2 separate regions of the Mus musculus genome follow, and region 2 is linked to region 1. The links are chromatin contacts, called in public Hi-C maps. All regions are on one chromosome and are shown on one strand. The core of a region is the stretch at or near the end of the contact, and the rest is flanking DNA. Distances in the headings are between cores, read along the strand shown. Region 1 has its middle 23 kb from the start of Gm35413. Region 2 overlaps Gm46401 (a long non-coding RNA gene).

What was found. A called contact is a pair of places that touch in the nucleus more often than the background predicts.
Region 2: a contact with region 1 is called in a Hi-C map of bone marrow-derived macrophages, with 2.1 times the contacts expected there. The contact joins two enhancer-like sites. A contact is called at or near these places in 3 of 484 Hi-C or Micro-C datasets (B cells, bone marrow-derived macrophages and embryonic stem cells) and 1 of 115 datasets of contacts at active chromatin or transcription factors (CD8 T cells).

The regions. Positions count from the first base shown.
Region 1 is chr13:5,777,929-5,782,404 of GRCm38.p6, reverse strand. No RefSeq gene overlaps it. Among named protein-coding and RNA genes, the nearest start is that of Gm35413, 23 kb to the left of the region's middle. Within about 2 kb of position 2,779, at least 87 of the 459 cell types and tissues checked have an H3K27ac peak or open chromatin away from gene starts, as enhancers often do. A contact at or near this core is called in bone marrow-derived macrophages, where this site is marked.
Region 2 is chr13:5,936,684-5,940,883 of GRCm38.p6, reverse strand. The region is part of intron 1 of Gm46401 (a long non-coding RNA gene); the gene reads right to left. Among named protein-coding and RNA genes, the nearest start is that of Gm46401, 23 kb to the right of the region's middle. Within about 2 kb of position 1,308, at least 25 of the 459 cell types and tissues checked have an H3K27ac peak or open chromatin away from gene starts, as enhancers often do. A contact at or near this core is called in bone marrow-derived macrophages, where this site is marked.

The sequences.
Region 1 (4,476 bases), core at 1,530-4,029:
AAGACAAACAGAGATTCATGTCATTAGTAACCGCAAAGAGAGAGTCATCATCCTCTCTCCCTGTCTCTGTGTCTCTCTCTCATCTCCTACCCTGTCATCTGAGGACAGAATAGGAAGGTGGTGGCAACACAGGAGCAGAGAGGACTCTCAGGAGATTAGAGTCAGTTGTTACCTTGATGTTGGCCTTCTAGACTCCTGAACCTTATTAACATGTTCCTGGGGCTGAAGTCATCTATCCTGGGGTATTTAGATACATCAGTTGGAAATAAATAGGATGAAATTCTGGGGCTTGAGGTTCCCCTTCAGCATCTCCTATCCTTCTCTCTCGTCTCTCTCCATGATCATGTTTCATGGCCCCAAAAGACTTTCCTTAAAGATACAAGTTCAATGATAATATAATTAAGAATTTGAAGGTACTGTCTACAGAGAATAGCTAGCCACGCGAACATGGGGTTCCTGTGATCTCACAGGCCAGTTGCACAGGGAGCCCACCTGAATTCAGGTAATCCATGTGTTCTTGCTATGAGCGTGGGGATCTCAGGCTGCTTTGCCCCAGTGATGAGAGAGCTCTTGGCACATGAGAGATATCCAGTAAATCTCACATATTTTTACATATATTGTGACTCTTAATGGGATTTGCATTGTAGAAAGCTAAAGTTCTCTGAGAAGCATGGTCTTAATGGTTATTATATATATTTTTATTTCTCTGTGTGTGTGCACCTGTATGCTTGTGTGTGAGTATGCGTGTGTATGTGTGTGTGCATGTGCGTGCAGGTATACTTAATGTAGAGGTAGGAAGACAGCCTTGAATGTCAGTTCTCATCTTCTCCTCTACTGAGACTCCTTTTTCTTTGTTGCTCTATGTATCAGGCTTTCAAGGAATCTCCCTTCTCTACCTCCAACTTGGCCATAGGAGAACTGTGGTTACAGAAGACATGAGCTACCCACACCTGGCTTTACACGAGTTGAGGTAAGCCGCAGTCAGGCCCTCGCACTTGACGGTGTGGAAATGTGCTATTTATTGAGCCACTCCGTAGCCTCCTATTTTAAATGTAATTTTGGTGTAAAATAAGGTCTCATGTAGTTCAGGCTGGCTTTGAACTCCCCTTTCCAGAAGGAATGACCTTGAACTTCTGACATTTTTGCTTCCCCTGGAGAGGGATGGAATCCTTGGTGTTAAGGAATTTATGTATTGGTGGGATTTGAACTTGGGGCTTTATACATGCTAAACACACACTCTGCCAACTGAGCTATGTTTCTAGTTGATTAATAGTTATTTTAAAATTCAATAGTTATTGACAACTAACCAAAGCACCACAGCACTGTAAACTGGAAGGAAGCACAGTCTAGTAACATATTTGTCATTCCTATCATTTAGTCAGTGGGGCTAACACTGAATGGAGTAGCTCTGATTGATCCAGGGTGGACAGCTGCTCCAGAGCTGGTTCCCAGCTTCCTACCTTTCTAAACCATCATTTGAAAGTTACTTCAACTTTGAAATTGAGTTATAAAAATGAATAGCATAAGGTTGTGTTAGGAAAGCTTTAAAAATGACAAACAAGACAAAAAACCCTTAGATTAAAATAAAAATCTAAAATACACAACAGTGATTAATTTGAGACAATTGCTTGCCTCGATGTTAGAAGCATTCAGGAGCTGACAAAGAGGCATCAGCCCGGCTGTCAGCTCCCAGATGACTATCAGCTCCATCTCTGTGCACCCTTAACAACGGAGCTAAACACACACACACACACACACACACACACACACACACACACACACACACAAGAGGAAGAAGAGAGCATAAGATGCCAAGACTCGATCAGGTGGCCTGGAACTTGTATCTTCAACCGGTTGGCAAGGCTACAATCTAACGCCCTCTCCTTCCTTTCTGTTGCTTCCGTCAAACCACATTGTTGACATTATGCCACCGTCCCTTACCTTTTCAGATGAAACGAGATGACCCTTTGCACATTCATAAGTGCGCAGACCCTATCGTTATTATTGCCAAGGGTTAGGGTAAGAATTATGTTCGAGGGGGGTTTGTGTGTTTCTGTTTTACGTATTATGGTCTTCAGTAACTTTCTTCATTCACTCTACAATGCACAACACCATTTTCCTAGCAATAGCTTGGCCACATCAGAAGTTGAAAGGAAACTAAGAAATACTAATTACCTTTCAGTCAGACATGACATACTCAGGGAATCAAAGGCTCGAATCATTACAAGGCCACCTGCATTCCAAAAATGATTTCATACATTCACAACATAGGAAACCTCACTTAAGTTTTGGAGGTCATTGCCTCAACCACTTGGCCACTTGTCCCACCCAAAATTTATTTTAATAACCCAGTTCACAACTATGTAGTATACATTACACCTAGATTCTCAAAAGCCATTACTTTAGTCTCTCAATTTTTAATCAAATTAAGTGTATACTTTCTACAATATTTCCTACTTTACTAGTAGTGGGAAAGATATTTGGCTGATAAAATGTTATCAGACTAAAGTTGAGTGAAAACATTTCCAGTGAATATTCATATTAATATATCTAGTCTTTGTTTGGATCATCAATAAGAACACAGTAACTGACAGATGACTAAAGAATCAAGCCTTGAAATGTTAGATTAAAAGTCCTATCATGAGGATAAGAATATAGTGAAAAATCATTCTTTTACAAGAAAATATACTTTTCCTTGCTTGACAATCCCACACTCTATCTTTTTCTTAGAATGGAAGGCTAAGTTTACAAGGTTCCCCTTTCTGTAGCACTATTTACAACACTGTCTCTGTTTCCATAGATATGCAGAATGACTGTTTCCATAGCAACCGTCTGGGTTTCCTAAACAAATACTATCATAGCGTTAATCTCGTTTCAGTATTATTGTACTATGTTATTAGATACGAAATTCAAAAAAAAAAAAACTAATTTAAGCAGGGTTTGAAACTAGGTGGGTTGGTTTTTATCACTTGGTGCTTTCAATATTAAATTTCAATCTTATATTAAAATATATATACATATATATACATCCATTTGAAAAATAGCAGGGATTTTGCATAGTAAACATGATACCAATTTTATTCCCTGGTTATAAAACACTGTAATTTAATAAGAGGGTGCTCCAATCTGCGAGCAGTATCGGGGAGAGGATCACCCACCGTCTCCAGATGAAATGACTGCTTCTCAGTGCAGTTTGGAGGATTTCGCCTCCCCAAGTCTCCAAAGTCATTTGTAACAACCCCCGCAATAGCTCCCTTTGCGACTTTTGCATTTTAAGTCATTTCTGCCAGTTTTTGCCTTGTAGTTTGCCACCTCAGAGGCACAGCTGTGGAATAGACCTCAAGAAATCTTTCTGAATTCCTTGTTTGTCAGTTTACAACAAAAGAGGGAAGTTATTCTAGACCGTTTGAGGAGGATTTATCTCTATGAAGTTGCTTATCATTACCTCTGACTTCTGGAGAGAAATCATCTCAGATGCTTTTATAAAACAGACAGAGCTTTGCCCTCCAGTCTCTCTCAATGCCTGTCTGGTATAAGAGCTTTGTTTAATTGAACTGATAATATTTGGCTTTTACAGGTGAGGGTTAGCTCATCCAGAGAACGAAGATTGGCAATGTATGAATGAGAGGAAATGTTAATAGTTTAGTAGTGCTTTTTCTTAGAGGAGGAAGGGGCATATAGCTTTTTTATTTTCTTTCTTCTGAAAATGTTAAGAGCAGAGCTCTCAGCTTTGTGACCCATTTAACTTGTGGTTTCAGAAGTAGCACCAGCCTTCACTTCCCTTTTGAATATGTCTTCCTTTAAGAACGTAGTTAAACTGGCTTCCCTCCTAAGTTTAGTATTGAAAGGGACTGGCATACACACTTAACATATACATTTGCATGAGAAAAATATCTGCTTTAGGGTGAGGATCCAGTGACAGAGTAAATGGTCAAATTCATGACCACTTTGTGCAGAAGTCTGAGTTTGGAGTAGGTAGGAAAGGAGGGGACCTCAACTCTGCCATTTAGTAGATAACTCCTGACTTTGTTGAAAAGTCTCCAAGTTTCACTTTCCTGTTCTATGAAATAAGACAAATGCCAGCCCTTCTCCACATTGCTTGGGAAATTACTGATGTCATTTGACTAATAAACAGCATAACAATAGCTAAATTGAAGCTTTCTGTTACATTATTCTTAGAGAGCGGAGGGAGGGAGGGAATGATGGAAGGATGGGAGGGAGAGAGGGAGGGAGGGAGGGAGAGAGAGAGAGAGAGAGAGAGAGAGAGAGAGAGAGAGAGAGAGAAGGTGCCAGGCTTCCATCCTCACCATATAATCTAACCTGGCAATGATCAACCTTTATTCTGTAGAGTCATTATCCAGCGACCTTGCTGCAAGTTGGCTTTTGGCTCAGCATGTCTGGGTGCAGACCACATTTCTGCATGGCTGGTGGCAGTCTCTTAGAACACCCCAAAGTTGTTGGTTCACCAACCTCACT
Region 2 (4,200 bases), core at 59-2,558, 160 kb before region 1:
GGCTGTTTCTGTTGAGTCGTGCCTCTGCTGCTGATTGCTGTTTCCTATCTTGACGCTCCTGAACCGGGCTGCTGTTGTATTCGTGAAGTATTTGCGAGTGCATTGAGCTGCCGCTGCTGATTCCTGTGAACTAAACTGCTGATTTCCTGACAACACAGATTGGATTTGCTCCAAAGAATAATTTCTAAATAGGTCCACTTCCCCAATATCTATCTTTCTTTCTTTCTTTCTTTCTTTCTTTCTTTCTTTCTTTCTTTCTTTCTTTCTTTCTTTCTTTCTTTTTTTTTTTTATGTCTTAACTAGCTTAGTGGCTAGAATGGCTGTGCCAGTCTTGAGCCTCCGTGTGCCTAACACACCCCCTCCAATATTCTTGAGTTAATACTTAAATCTTTATTTCATCTCTGCTCCCCCCCAGACCCAGTGGCCACTCCCCCCAACTCTTACATGGCTGGATGATTTTTCTCCTGCAACTCTTAAGTCTGATTTCTCTGCTTCCCCATCATGGTGATTCCACTCCTTCTTCCCTTAGTCCCTTGTCTGGGAAAACTAAAAGTCCTGCCTCTGTCTCCCTGCCCGGCCATTGGCTGTTAGTAACTTTATTAACCAATCAAAACCGAATTGGGAACAGGGACCCTCAGCATCTTAATTACCTTTCTTTCCCACTACTTCTGGTGGGTGGTGGGCTAGCTTAAGGGAGGTTAAAGCATGTAAGTACCATGATTTAAAGTAGTGTTTCAAAAATCAAAGTCAACACTTCTCAGTCAACAACACATCATCAGTTCCACAAGCCTCAATAATCTCGAAAACGGTTGCTGTCAGTTTTCATGCTAATAAAGCCGTGATGTGTTGTTCACAGCAGTAGATTATCGTGTTTACCCACCATGCTAGAGTCTTACCACGCTCATGTAATAGAAATTTACAATATTTGAAAGGAAGGAAATATAAGGTGTAACATAATAGAGATCAATGTACTGAATGGATAGCTTCATTTTAAGATGTAAAATAAACAAAAATAAATATATAGAAGGGTGAACTCTCCTTTTTTGTCATAATATTTAGCACATATATTTTAATCAGATATTGAAACAATGTATGCTGTTTATCAGTACTATCATATATATTATGAACACTATAGTAAATGGGTATTTTAATATTTATATATCCAAATTTAAAAATGACACATGTTCAAAAATCTAAAGAATGCATATTCTTGAGTGACTAAGTAGATGAATACTGGATTCATAAAATGAGTAAAGAGGAAGACATAGTCACAACGTAACCGCCACTAATCTTCCCCTCTTCTGTAGCTCACAGAGAAGCTTCAGACTGGAAAGGGAAGTGAGAGGCTCTATCAGTTGAAGGTTTCCAGGATGCAGCAGTAAGTGACGACAGACTTTAAAAGTTCATCCTGCCTGCTGTTTCTAAAACATATTATTGCTTCACTTCTCTGGCACCCATATAAATAAAAAACAAATCCATTCATCTAATAACAAGAAGACAACTAGGTGTAAATTCTAGAGAATGAAAACTCGGAACAACACCCCTGTAATTTGCTGTTAATTGCAGCATCCAGGTTTTCTCAACGTCTTTTGTTCCATAAAGTTATCTCAGGAGAGACACTATTCCTCACAAAAAGTTGTTTTAAAATTTTCTATAATAATAGAAGACCAAATGTCATCCCTAACTAAGAGCATCTGAAGGTTAAACTCACCACTGAATGGAAAAAAAAATAGGGTGATAAAAAAGGATGGATTTCACCTGGATCGATGACAGACCCTGTCTTCCACAAGGCCTGTGCCTCTAAGTGACAATGTCTACTTTGTTGGGTTTTGCCTGCAACTAGTTGCTACAAAAACAGAACAGAACAAAACAAAACAAAACAACACACCAAGCAAACAAGAACATAAACTCTGTATCCTCCTTTTGCTCCAGTCATACATAGAAGAGTCTGTCTAGGAGGCAGAGATCAAACACGCCCATTCATAGATGTCTAAGGGGAATATGAGAAAACACATGTCCATTACTTCTCATTACAAGAAAAGAACTTCTCATAGTGTACATATTCTGGCAGACATTTTTTTTCATGTATCAATTTAGAATGTTCTTGGGATAGGCATTTTTACTCACCAACAGGTAAGGGGATAATTAAACCTAAACAGAATAAATCTAAACCAAACGTGAGGAAAGGAATTTGAGTGACTTAGACCAGCATTCAGTTTCCTACTTTTAAGAACATGAGGAATGAACTCTGCGTGTCAGAGCTACTCAAGTTTCCCTCCATCTCCACATCTTTATTCGTGTCCACATTTTCTTTTTATTCATCACTCTCCTCCTCCTCCTCCTTCTCTTGCTCCTCTTCCTTCAATTGTCCATGTTCATGTTTGTATACATGCATATGTAGGTATATATGATGCTGGCATCTGTATATTGTGTGGACATGTTTTTGTAAATTTGTGTATGAGTGTCCATATTTGCTTCACGACAGCAAACCTGTATAATTTGTGTGTATGAGTGTGTACTACTTCTCTGTTGCTGTCATTCAGCATCATTACCAAGACAACTTATAGAAGCGATGGTTTATTTGGTCTTGTAGTTGTAGAGAGAGAGAGAGATGGCAGCAGATTGCTGGAGCAGGAAGTTGAGAAATCACATCTTCAGCGGTAATCATGAAGCAGAGTAAACTGGAAGAGGGAATGAGGTTATAATCTTTCAAGGCCCACTCCCCATGTCATACTTCCTCCAGCACGCCTTCACCTCCTAAAGGTTCCTTAACTTCCCCAAACTGCACCACCAACTGGGGACCAAGTGTTCAAATACTCATTCAAACCACCACAGTATGTCTGTATGCATATGCATGTCATTGTATTTTACGTATGTATGTGTATTTATAAATGAGCCTGTATGTGTGTGTGCCTCTGTGTATTGATATATTGGGGTGTGCATGCATTTATGTATGTTTGTATGTGTGAGCATGTGTGAGTGTATGTGTGTTCTATATGTTTGTTTGTATGTATGTACATGTGTGTGTTTGTGCTTGTATATGTGTCACTATGTATGTTTGCGTGTGTGTTCACTTCTTCATAAGTGTATATCTGTGTTGCTAATTCCCTACATCTGGTTAACACTAATTTGAGGCAGACTGGAGCTGCCTGAGGGATACTTCTTGGACAATGTCATCTATGAGTCAAACACAAGCAACTGTTAGTTTCAGTCCTCTTAGAGGAGCAGTGTGTGAAACAAGAAGCATTGTTCTTCCCTCTAGGGACTGACAAACTGGTGAGAAAATTACAAATCTCTTCTTGTTAAGCTGTGCCTGGACAGATTTTGACTCTGTAGAAAGCCAGCTAGCAGACCCTGGACCTGAGCCATTCCACTTCTCCAGAGATAATCTTACAAACCTATATCAAACTCCTTCACACAGCCATCTCTCGGAACAATCTGTCCTGGCTTACAATTCCTCCTTTGCACTCAAATTCACCTCAGAGAAGAATTTAGGGCCAGTTTATGGTGTTCAGAAATGCAAGGGAGACAAAGATAAAGGAAGAAAGATGCCTTTCCACTGCATGGATGCACAGAACCCCAACATATACCTCTGCCCCAAAGCTGAGCCTTGTAGAATATCAACATCATGCCCAGGGACATGCTGCCAAGCAGAAGTGTCTCTTTCCTGTCATCCACATCTTTCAGATGAAGCTCCATCTCCATCACCTTTCTCCTTCCCTGAGTAGAGTACAGATCTGACTCCAGCAGAAGTGTACAGAGTTTAAGGGCAGCTGGGCTACTTCAAGACAAATATATGAATCTATGTCAGCAACCCTCAAAGAAAAAATCAGTCACCAAGATGTTAGGGTTTGAGGATTTAAACCTAAGTGGTTTTGTTTACTTGCTTTGCTTGTTTGTTTTTAAATGGGGTCTCAATTGTATTGCCCAAGCTTGCCTTGAACTCCTGTGTTCCAATAATCCACTAACCCCAGCCCCTTGATTAGCTGAGACTATATGTATATACTATCATGACCAGCTGGAAGAGAAGTGTATTCTGGAAATGAAATATCTATGAAATTACCTTACCACAGCACTAAGAAGGCTGAGCTGAGGGAATCACAGGTCTGAGGCCAACCCTGGGCTACTTGGTAAATTACTTAATAAAAAGCAAAGCAGTGGGGAGGGGATAGGGGATTTTTGAAGAGGAAACTAAGAAAG